Linked DNA regions of Mus musculus: all the other regions are linked to region 3. The links are chromatin contacts, called in public HiChIP or PLAC-seq maps. All regions are on one chromosome and are shown on one strand. Each heading gives the region's core, a stretch centred on a gene start, on an enhancer-like site or on the middle of the called end of the contact. The rest is flanking DNA. Distances are from core to core; before and after follow the strand shown. Region 1 overlaps Snd1 (staphylococcal nuclease and tudor domain containing 1). Region 2 has its middle 32 kb from the start of Gm40357. Region 3 holds the start of Snd1 (staphylococcal nuclease and tudor domain containing 1).

Region 1 (3,156 bases), core at 656-3,155, 400 kb after region 3:
ACTTAGGCCTAGGTTTAGCCATTCCCTTCGATAGCCCCTAAACTCTTGCCTCTCCTTTTGGTAGAAAGGCAGAAGTGTAAGCCTGGGGTGACTCAAGGAGGTTCCATAATTGTAGCATGCCTGCCTTTCAGCTCCTTCCAGGGGCCACCCAAGAACCTGCTCATTAGCTGAGAATGTCAGTGACTAGATGTTAATGTTCTAATCAAAGGAAGTAGACCCAGGGATCACTTGTTAAAGTCAACACGAGGTAAAGGGTAAATGTGCATGCCGCTAAGCCTTCCCCAGAGCCCCCCTGTGCTGCCTCTTGCCTCCAGACACCCAACCATCACCAAGGGCCTACTTCTGACTGCACACCTGTGTACCTCAGTTTCCCCATTTGCAAAAGAGGAATAGTGTTATACTCATTCAAAAAGGTTGTTGTAAGGCTCAACTGGATTGATACCTAGAGAGTGTTTAGAAGGTTCGTGGCACTGGTGAGCAAGAAGGTTTCAGGCTAATATCATCCTCTTCCTCTGTACACGTCTTCATGATGCCATGTGTGGTCCTGTCTCCTGCCTCCCCATCCACTTCCTGCTACTCAGCTGGAGAGCCACCTCCCTCCCCTGCGCTGACAGGCCTCACTACTTGGCTAATCTCCTGGCCGCAGGATTGGACTTGACGCGTTGTCACGTCGAATCAACTTCTGAGCTGCTGCAGCTCTGGCACAGGGCATGGGGAAGGAAGGAAGGAAGGAAGGAAGGAAGGAAGGAAGGAAGGCAGGCAGGCAAGAAGAGAGGGAAGTGTGGAGAGGGTGGCCCAGCCTCTGAGCTGAGGTCAGAGCAACCTGCTGGAGGTGAGGAATCCAGAGCACAAGAAAAACAGTTCTTCACAGAGCCAAGTCCCCCATTCCCAGCTGCAACTAGGAGTGCCTCAGGAACAGGAGTGGCCATAGAAATGACCTGCAGAGTGACCTTGCAGAGCACTGTGGGAAGGGAGGTGGAGGTTTGAAACTAGAGGGACTGAGCAGACTGCCCAAAGCCAAGGCAGCTCACTGGTGGGATCCTTACACTCTACTCCTGGGATCACCTGGAACTCGGTTTGATTCTAATTTAATAAGCCTGGGGTGAGATCCTGGAGCCTGTTTTTAAATAAGCTTCCAGTTTGATATCTGTCAGAATCATGACCCTCTAACCTGGAACTTCAGAGACTCCAGCTTTCCTGCTCAGAATCAGCCCTGCAGTGACCCCAGACTTACCCAAGGGCAACACCTATTTACCCAAAGCCCCTGGTTGGGGGTCCTCAGCGATGTCCCCCTCAGCTACCCTGTCTTCACTACCGCACCTGCAGGTCTGGGCCCACTATGAGGAGCGGCCTGTGGAGGAGGTCATGCCTGTGCTGGAGGAGAAGGAGCGCTCTGCCAGCTACAAGCCGGTGTTTGTGACCGAGATCACAGATGACCTGCACTTCTATGTGCAAGATGTGGAGACTGGTGAGTGCCTGTGTGCTGCCCCCTCACAGATCCCCCACGGAACTTACAACTGCTACTGCCCCTGCCTCCATCGCACTGGGACTATGTCACCTCTGCTACCCACAAGTGAGCCCTGGAGTGGACATGTGGCAGGCCAAGCAGGTCCTCTGAGGACAGGTGGCATTATAGATTCATCTGGGTGGTTCTCTGAGACTCTTAGGTAATGGTTTTCCTCTCAGACACCCCTGGCAGCCCTGAGCGTGAGGATTTGTTGCCTAAGTGTGTCAGGAATCATGGAGCAGATTGTCTGATATGATCAGGGGGCCCTCTTCTTACAGAGGACCAGAAGGGTACAAGCTTGTCCCTCTCCTTGAGGTGGTTTCTCCTACAGAGGTTGGTTAGTGTAGAATTGTAGTGGCCAGTTTCCATGACAACAAGCAGTCTCTAGGGGAAGCTATCCCCTGGCATTCTTTGTGAAGGACCTTCTCCTTTCTCCTATGCTCAGTCCACCACCCGATGGCCATCTCAGTAGAGACCGTTCTAGCGGCAGCCACTCTTCCTTCCCCTGACCTCCTTCCTCTTCAATCTGCTCTAGGCAAGAAGCAGTTTTGTTGGGAAGAAAGGGTCAAGCTCTTAGACCTTTGGGTCCAAGGAGCCAAATCCCAACCGAGGGATATGCAGATATGGGCAGCCCCAGGAATGGCAGGATATGGTTTTTGCCTAGCTTCCTCAATTCTGCCTCCAAGCCTTCTCCAAGTTGCCAGCAGCCTGTCTCAGCCACTTCCCCTCTAATGATATTTCCCAAGCAGCTGCTTTGTGGTGCTGTCATTTCACCAGGAAAACTTCTCTCTTCCTTATCCTGTGTAGGCTCTGCTTGGGAAGAGAAAAGGAGGAGGGGGAAGGTTGATAAGGGGACTCACTTCTCCTGAAGGCAACCAGCTTTCCGGACTGGGCTGCCTGATGGAAAAGGCGTGTTACCTCACAGCGTCTAAGTAGACATTAGGTCTGTGGGTGACCGCAAGAACAGCTACAGTGGCCATTGGAAAGCCTGAGAGAGGATTGCCCAGGGACAAGATCCACCCACAGGCCCCACCTAGAAGGACCTCCTTAACTGGCCCCACTGCGTTCAGAGGCAGAGCTTGAGGGTACACATTTCCTGCCTGACTCCCTCATCAGGGAACCCTATCAGGCTGTCTCTGGCTGCTCAGAAAGCCAAGATACTTGGAGAGAGTGGAGTCCAGGGAAGAAATGGGAAAGAAAGAGGCCCATAGAAAGCTAGCATTCCTAGAATGTTGTCACTGGCTTCTAACAGTACCAGGAGGCTGCAACCCTCAGGTGGCTCTGTTCAATCCATGAAAATAAGCCCAGGGTCTTTAGCCTCCCTCTTTGAACCTTGGGACTCCTCAAGGCACATCCTCTCACCCTGCCTGCCCCTCTTTCTATTAAAGCCCATCTTCACACAGGAACTGATAGAAACATTAACTGCAGGTGGCCAGGCAGACCCTATATAAGGACCTCCAGGAGGCTGTGGCTGCTGGCAGGAGGCATGAGCCTCTTTCTTTCTGTTGCCTGGGAACCTAAAAATCCAATAAACTAAAAGTAGACCGAATTCAAACCTGTCAATGTAAAGGCTGCTTCCCAGTGCCTAGAGCTTGGGTATCTGGGCAGGGAGCACTCTGGAGGAGCCCAGAGGCCTCACACTCAGTTGA
Region 2 (3,421 bases), core at 159-2,658, 450 kb after region 3:
GGCACATATGGCCCTCTGGCCGCTGGGGTCACAACCAACATCGAAGCTGAGAGGCATCCTGGAAAACAACCACCCCACCTGAGTATTTCAGAGTAGGAAACGCGCACACAAGGAAGCCAGCCTTCCAAGCTGCATAGCCAGGGGCTGGCACAAACGGATGCTTCTAAAGGCTGGGCCCGGAGCTCTGTTTGGATGGCCTGGCCCCTATTAAGGTCCAGAGTGGGCCAGGCAAAGCCTTCGGCAGAGCACCGTTTTTTCTTACCTAAGGCACCCCTCTTCTAAAGGGGTGCTCATCACCCTGCCTGCTCCCCACTCTGCGAAGGAGCTGGTTAATTAATTAATCCTTGTTAAGGGCTCAGGAACAGGCTAATGGGCGCCAGGCATTCTCATTATTATTTTTAATCAGACTTTGCAATTTTATAGCTCCCATCACCAAGGGCTATCGAGTGTTTTGTGGAGTTAATTAAGCCTGCGAGGGATGGGCTCCAAAGGGGGGCTGGGGTGGGGGTAGGGGATTCAGGCTGAGCTGTAGGAGAGCCCAGAAGTCCTGATTCGTCTCAAACCCCCCCCCCCCCCCCACACACACACACACTTTAGAGGGAGAGGAGAGATGAGTAGCAGGACAGGACAGCTACCGCTAAGCTCTGGCATCATCCGAGTGGGCCCCCAAGAGGGCCGGGAGTGGACAGGAAGGGAAGGCTATGGGGCTCGCACTGCAGGTTCTGCCTCTCATCAGGGGCAGGCTTCCTGCTGAGTAGGGAGGAGAGCTAGTGGTTAGAAAGACCTGTCACCACCCCCCAACACACACACACACACCTAACCTCCCTCCGCTGAGGCGTCCTTTCCCTTCATGCCTGCCCCCTCCCCACTCCCCCCCCCCCCCTGTATAGTATCAAACAGGAAATACTTTCTGGAGCATCCTGTGTGTGACAAGCCTGAAACCCAAACTGAGGATTGATGCGGTATATGGGCTTAGCACAAGTTGCCTGGCACTGAGACCCTTACGTCTCCTTCCTCTCCTGAGCTCTCAGCACTCCCAGTTCTGCCTTCTGCTTGCATTCTTTCTTCCTTATCCTTTTCCTTTACCCAACCCCTGCCCCATCCCGCCCCCCGCCCCCCCCCCCCCCCCCAAGGCACTAGGCTTGGGATCCGGGAATTCTGGGTAGGATCTCCTGAGGTCCTGAGGCAAGACAGGAACTAGCTTGTTCTGGCTTCTGGCCAGGATGAACTGCAGGGGTTCTGGAGCGCTAGGTTGCGGGGAGGGGCGTTCCTGTTCAGGCCGCACAACCCTTACACAGGGAGGACTCCAGATCCTCCGCCTGCCCCTGACCTCCAAGCCCTGCAGTCTTCGGAATGAAGCCTTCAAGTTGGCACCAGATCATTCCCAGAAACCGGAGGCAGAGATGGCATGACCCACGCGGGCTGCATCCCAGATGCGTTTCTGTGGAGGCAGTGGCAGGGAAACGCTGTCACTGACTTGGGGTGTTTGGAAAGCGGCAGATAATTGGGAACTGGCTATTCACAGAACTCAGGGCACTAATGTGAGGCCCCGCAGTGATCATGTTAATGGAGGGCTTGGGAGTTTCTGCTGCCAGACACCCTGGTGACTGCTGTAGAATTTTGGCAGACAGAAGGCAAAGGACGCACTGTGGAAATCACTAGAGCGTAGAGAAGCCGGCTCCCACAGCGTTCCCCAGCAGCTGTATGTGAGCCTTGGAGCGTGTGTTCTCCCAGGCAAGGTCTCTGTGCACCCTTCTTCAAATCCCTGCCTCTCCAGTAAGGGAACCCAAGAAGCAGCCTGGAGAAATGGATTCATCCGTAAAGTGCTTGTCCTGCCCTGGCCCAGCTCAAAAAATAAAGTGGAGAGCAGCCGAGGAAGAGATCTTTGATGAGCACACATGTGTGCGCACAAGCACGCGCACATACACAAACATGTACACACAATAAATATATACATTACACAGAACGCATATACACATAAAGAGATTTGCTGAAAACTGGAGCAGGTGAGGACTGTGTGTGGTTTATTATTAGACATCGGGTTAGGCACGCTAAACTGTGAGCAATATGTAGACCACACCAATATAAATATCTAATAATTTTATTATCCGATGTTTGAGTTCCTTTTAATTACCAAACGCTCAGCAGTACTCTTGTGTTTTCTTTCAGTTACTTGAAATTAATCATGGTCCGAAAATATCAAATGGAAAATTCTAGAAATGAACAAGTTAGAGCTGTCGAGATAACCCAGTGAGTGGCAAGTCCATTCAATGCCCAAGACTGAGCACGAGGGATGAAGAGAAGCAACATTCCTGTGACCTCTCTATGCTTGCTCTATGTGGCATGCCTATGCCACACCATAGGAAACAAACAGACTGTACACTAAAAATAATTTACATGATTTAAATTCTGTATCATCTTGAGCAACGGTATGATCAAATTTCAAGACGCCTGCTGTATGTTGTCTGTGATAGAAACCCCACTTTCTGTTCGGTGTGCCCACCCCTTACATACTATGGTAGGACTATCACTCAGCTCTTGTCTTGAGACTGAATGAAGGGCCTGGTGCTCAGTGCTAACGTAACAATGGCCCAGGAGTGATAATAGGACTGAGACATGTGTTCCATAGGGAAGCTGCAGGTGTAAGAAGATACTGAGAAGCAGAAAACTACATTCATACAAGTTTAATTGCCACAAGCCTTCGTGATTTTTTTTTTTTATAATAGTAGTTCTTAGTTTCATCCTGGACCTAATTTATAAATTAAAATTGATCATTGTACGCGGATAGAAGGAGAAATGTAGTGCAATATGTTTAAGGGTTAAGATACTCCCCATGGTTTCAGACACCACTTGAGGTCTTGGGCAGATCCCTTATTGATAAGAGAGAACTGATAGATCAATACTTAGATTGTATTGAAAGTGGGACTGGTTTCAATGGCCCAGAGAGTAAAGGCACTCATCACCAAGCCTGATGACCTAAATTTGATTCCCAAGACCCATTAGGAAGAAGGAGAGAACTGACTCCAGTAAGTTACACACACACACACACATGCACACAATCACACACACAATACATACATACATACATACATACATACATAAAACTTTTAAAATGGCTAACTAAAGGGCTGGAGGGATAGTTCCGTGATTAAGAGTGCTTACTGCTCTTTCAGAGGACCAGAGTTTGGCTCTCAGCACCTGTCTTGGTTAGGGATTTATTGCTGTGAACAGAAACCATGACCAAGGCAACTCTTATAAGGATGACATTTAATTGGGGCTGGGTTACAGGCTCAGAAGTTCAGTCCATTATCATCATGACAGGAACATGGCAGCATTCAGGCAGGCATGGTGCAGGAGGAGCTGAGAGTTCTACATCTTCATAGAAGGCTGCTAGGGGAGACTAGCTTCCAGGCATCTAGGA
Region 3 (3,389 bases), core at 397-2,896:
ATATCTGTGTGTGTATGCAAGCATCACATGTCACAGTTTGCCTGAGAGGTCAGAGGATAGCTTGCAGGACTTGGTTTTCTTCCTCCACCATGTGGGTCCCAGGGACTGAACTCGGGTTATCTACCTTGCAATGCAATCAACTTTACCTGTTGGAGCCCTTTGAGATTCCTATTCACTTAAAAATAAACAGACAGAAAACAAAACATCAATGCTCTCCTTTGAAGAAACAGATCATATGGACTTTGTAGGCTTGTCTTAAGGACTAACATATTCTTCAGGGAAAAAGTATTTAACAGGCAGTGTATACTGTGCATGTTCATGCTCCACGTAATTTGGTTGTTAGGACTGACTAGTAGGATCAATGGTTGTGTAGAAATAGAAAATTAGTACAAGCAAAAGAGAATTAACTGGCTGAGTAGGGGGGAAAGGACAGTAACTATGATCAGAAAATGAGATGTTTGGAATTAGTTTCAACTGCTTCAACTATCCTGGAGAGAGTGGCTACACTGTTGCAAAGGTCAAATTCACTAAAGATGAGGTCTTAGAGCTGAGCTACCAGTGTACTGGGCAACCCCTCAAAATTGTTTTATATATGTGTGTGTGTGTGTGTGTATCTATCTATAAAGATCCGTTTTCTCTTTTGAATAGGGTGAATTCGTGGTACAGACTTGGCTTTGGAGCTATAGGAAGATGCTGACCCCAAAACTTGACCCTGATTTGAGACATGCGTGACTACTCAAACTTCTTAAAACAGGCTATAGTGGAAGTAGTGTCTTTAGCGTAGGTCCAGGTTTTATTATTAAATAATACATACAAGAACCTGTGCTCTAAAACGGGGCACTCCAAGACCATAAATTCTCCCTGAATATCCACTTGAATATGGCTTTCCTGATCCACCTCGAGCTGAGATTAGCAGTGAGTTAGGACTGTCTCCCGCTCAGCCCTGGGATGGCAAATCCCAAGGTTTTTCCTAACCTCAGTTGGAGCAGGAGGGAAGGAGCCGAAAAACGAGGCTATTCTCAGTGTGCAGGACGAGTCATCCTCTAAGAGATGCTTATTGCTTCCATCAACAAACATGAGCGGAACTCACAAGCACTAAACCCCAGTGATACTCCGGACCACCGGGAGATTCGCGGCCACATTCCGGGTCAAGACTAACATCAGCAGGTTACCCAATGGCGGCGACTTTCAAAAGTTTCCTCTGCTTTGCGGAGGTGAAACGTCAGAACTCTGAGAGCAGTAAGGTTCCTTTGGGACGGCCCCAGGCCCTTGTCGTCCAGTTCCGGTGTCCAGCTCCGTACACGTGGGCGCTTTGCCGCTTGAGGGGCGGGGCAGGAGCAGAACCTCCGCTGGAGGGCGAGGCCCGCCCCGCCTTCGGGGCTCCCATGGCTCCCCGCGCACCACTGCCAGATGCTGACGTGTCCTTTCCTTCCCACTACACCTCCCGACACCACCTTCTCAAGACTTCCCCGGAAGTCCCGCCTCAAAACCATCCCGTCACCGCAAATCAGCTCTTTCAGCGCTTCCTGGAGCTCCGCACCCGTTTTGGGACCAAAGGGCGGAGCTTCATAAAGAGAGTGCCTATTGGCTTGAGTTCCAGCGGGTTCTGGACGCTAATTGGCTAGAGGGCGGTGGCGCTCTGGCACGCTTGCGCGGCGAGTAGAACGTGTGGCGGCGGCGGAGATCGCGTCTCCTCTTTTGCTCCCAGTCCCGCTGGTGTTCTAGTGTGCGCCTGGCGCTTCTGTCCAGCCCACCGACGGTAGCCTGTCGCCTGCCTGCTCCTTGTCGCTGCAAGCGCCGACACCCACCCTGACACTTCCAGTCCGGCCGGCCGCCCCACTCGCTGCCTTTCCAGCTCCACACATGGCCTCCTCCGCGCAGAGCAGCGGCTCCTCCGGGGGACCCGCGGTCCCCACCGTGCAGCGGGGCATCGTCAAGATGGTGAGAGCGGGACCCTGGACCCGGACCCCTCTGCTGCTTTGGAGCAGGAGCCAGGCATTGACTTCCTTCTCTCCCGTCAGCCTGCATGGTCTCAGTTTGCTTTTCCTCTGCCCCTTCCTCACTCTCCACCTACTCTCCGAATCTTCACCAGGCAGAACCCGAGAACGAACTTATCTTGACTTTTGCCTCCCGGGCAACCTGTCCATGATTCGCTCGCTGTGATTTTCGTGGGTCGCGGCTTTCGGAGCCCCTACCTGTTTACCAGAAGCAGGTCTATTACCGGTTCATTAACGGAGATAGTTCACGGATAGTTACTCCCATCCCCCTCTTTCTGTCCATTTTGACATATGCCGATTAGTTCGCAGTTTCTCTAGATCCGGACATCTTTTCCTGGAACCCCGGGAGTGCTTGGCTGTCACGAAGCTTGTCTCTGTCCACTGACTCACTTATTCACCCAAAGTTTTCTCAACTCTTTCCCCCTTTTATCTCAATGTCTAGTTTCTAGGCCTGGAAGCTCCTGATTTTCGTGTATTTTTAAATTAAAAATTTAGCCTGGCAGGGATCTTATACTAAGTAGCATTTCTTCACTTCTTAAGGACAAGGAGCCTGTTTTTAAAGAGAGTAACTAACTTGCCTTAAGGGCACATGGCGGTTTGGAGTGGAGCCAATAATAAGAGTCCAGGTGTTCTGATTCCCTGTGTAGGGTTCTTATTATAGATCCTGCTCACTTACCTTTGCTTTCTTTATTCGGAATTTTGAATTCCATCACCTCCACTTCCACACTAATTTTGTAGCATAAGTTCTGTTCTATTTCTTATATTGTTTCTCCTTTTTTTCCTCCCACATCTTGAGGTCTGACATTTCTCGTTTGTTAACAGATTTTTCTGTTTAAGATGGCTGTGATCTTTTCGATTGCTTTTCATATTGTAACTCCAACGACTTTTCTCTCCAGAGTGGAAGACAGTTTCCCCAGAGAGCCAGTTTTTGAAACTTTTTTTGTTTTTGCTGTCCCTGTTGTCTTTCTCAGGATTAATATACTCTGCAGGGGGATCCGGGGAGATGGCTCAGTGGATACAGGTGCTTGCTGCTCAGTCCTGAGGACCCCGGTTCGCATCTTCACGGCACACATTAAAGCTGGACGTGGCTGTTCCACTGCCTGGAACCTTTGTGCTGCACGTGGCGCTGGTGGACCCTGGGCTTTTGCTGTTCCACCAGCCTAGCTAAAAATATCAGGCTTCGGGTGCATTGAGAGAGAGAGACCTTTTCTCAAGTGGGTGAAGAGCAGTAGAGGAAGGCACTGATATGGATGCTTTCCTGTGCTCCAGCATCTTTGGCCCTCTGCATGGGTGTTCAGGCACAGGTTCCCTATCAGGCACCCACATATGTGTGCACACATGGACACCCTTTTTAATTATTTAATGTGATCACACTGTCACTCTTTTCACACA

What was found. HiChIP or PLAC-seq counts read pairs in DNA pulled down with a chosen protein or histone mark.
Region 1: an H3K4me3 HiChIP or PLAC-seq map of bone marrow-derived macrophages shows a contact between it and region 3, with 4 times the contacts expected there. The contact joins the enhancer-like site here to the promoter of Snd1 in region 3. A contact is called at or near these places in 3 of 39 promoter capture datasets (embryonic stem cells, liver and stem cell-derived epiblast-like cells), 12 of 115 datasets of contacts at active chromatin or transcription factors (the 230-238 cell line, the NIH/3T3 cell line, astrocytes and 7 more) and 3 of 9 other capture datasets (adipose tissue, embryonic stem cells and liver).
Region 2: a contact with region 3 is called in an H3K27ac HiChIP or PLAC-seq map of trophoblast stem cells, with 2.9 times the contacts expected there. The contact joins the enhancer-like site here to the promoter of Snd1 in region 3. A contact is called at or near these places in 3 of 39 promoter capture datasets (embryonic stem cells, hippocampal neurons and liver), 1 of 15 datasets of contacts at CTCF or cohesin (embryonic stem cells), 19 of 115 datasets of contacts at active chromatin or transcription factors (the 230-238 cell line, the NIH/3T3 cell line, Th17 cells and 11 more) and 1 of 9 other capture datasets (adipose tissue).

The regions. Positions count from the first base shown.
Region 1 is chr6:28,878,871-28,882,026 of GRCm38.p6, forward strand. It overlaps Snd1 (staphylococcal nuclease and tudor domain containing 1), which reads left to right. Exons shown (of 24, transcript NM_019776.2): 18 at 1,327-1,468. Among named protein-coding and RNA genes, the nearest start is that of Lrrc4, 49 kb to the left of the region's middle. Within about 2 kb of position 1,906, at least 10 of the 459 cell types and tissues checked have an H3K27ac peak or open chromatin away from gene starts, as enhancers often do. A contact at or near this core is called in bone marrow-derived macrophages and microglia, where this site is marked.
Region 2 is chr6:28,931,198-28,934,618 of GRCm38.p6, forward strand. It overlaps a transcript of Snd1 not described here. Among named protein-coding and RNA genes, the nearest start is that of Gm40357, 32 kb to the right of the region's middle. Within about 2 kb of position 1,409, at least 73 of the 459 cell types and tissues checked have an H3K27ac peak or open chromatin away from gene starts, as enhancers often do. A contact at or near this core is called in epiblast stem cells, hippocampal neurons, neural progenitor cells and 1 more, where this site is marked.
Region 3 is chr6:28,478,702-28,482,090 of GRCm38.p6, forward strand. Snd1 (staphylococcal nuclease and tudor domain containing 1) reads left to right here and starts at 1,647. Exons shown (of 24, transcript NM_019776.2): 1 at 1,647-1,941. The coding sequence starts at 1,864.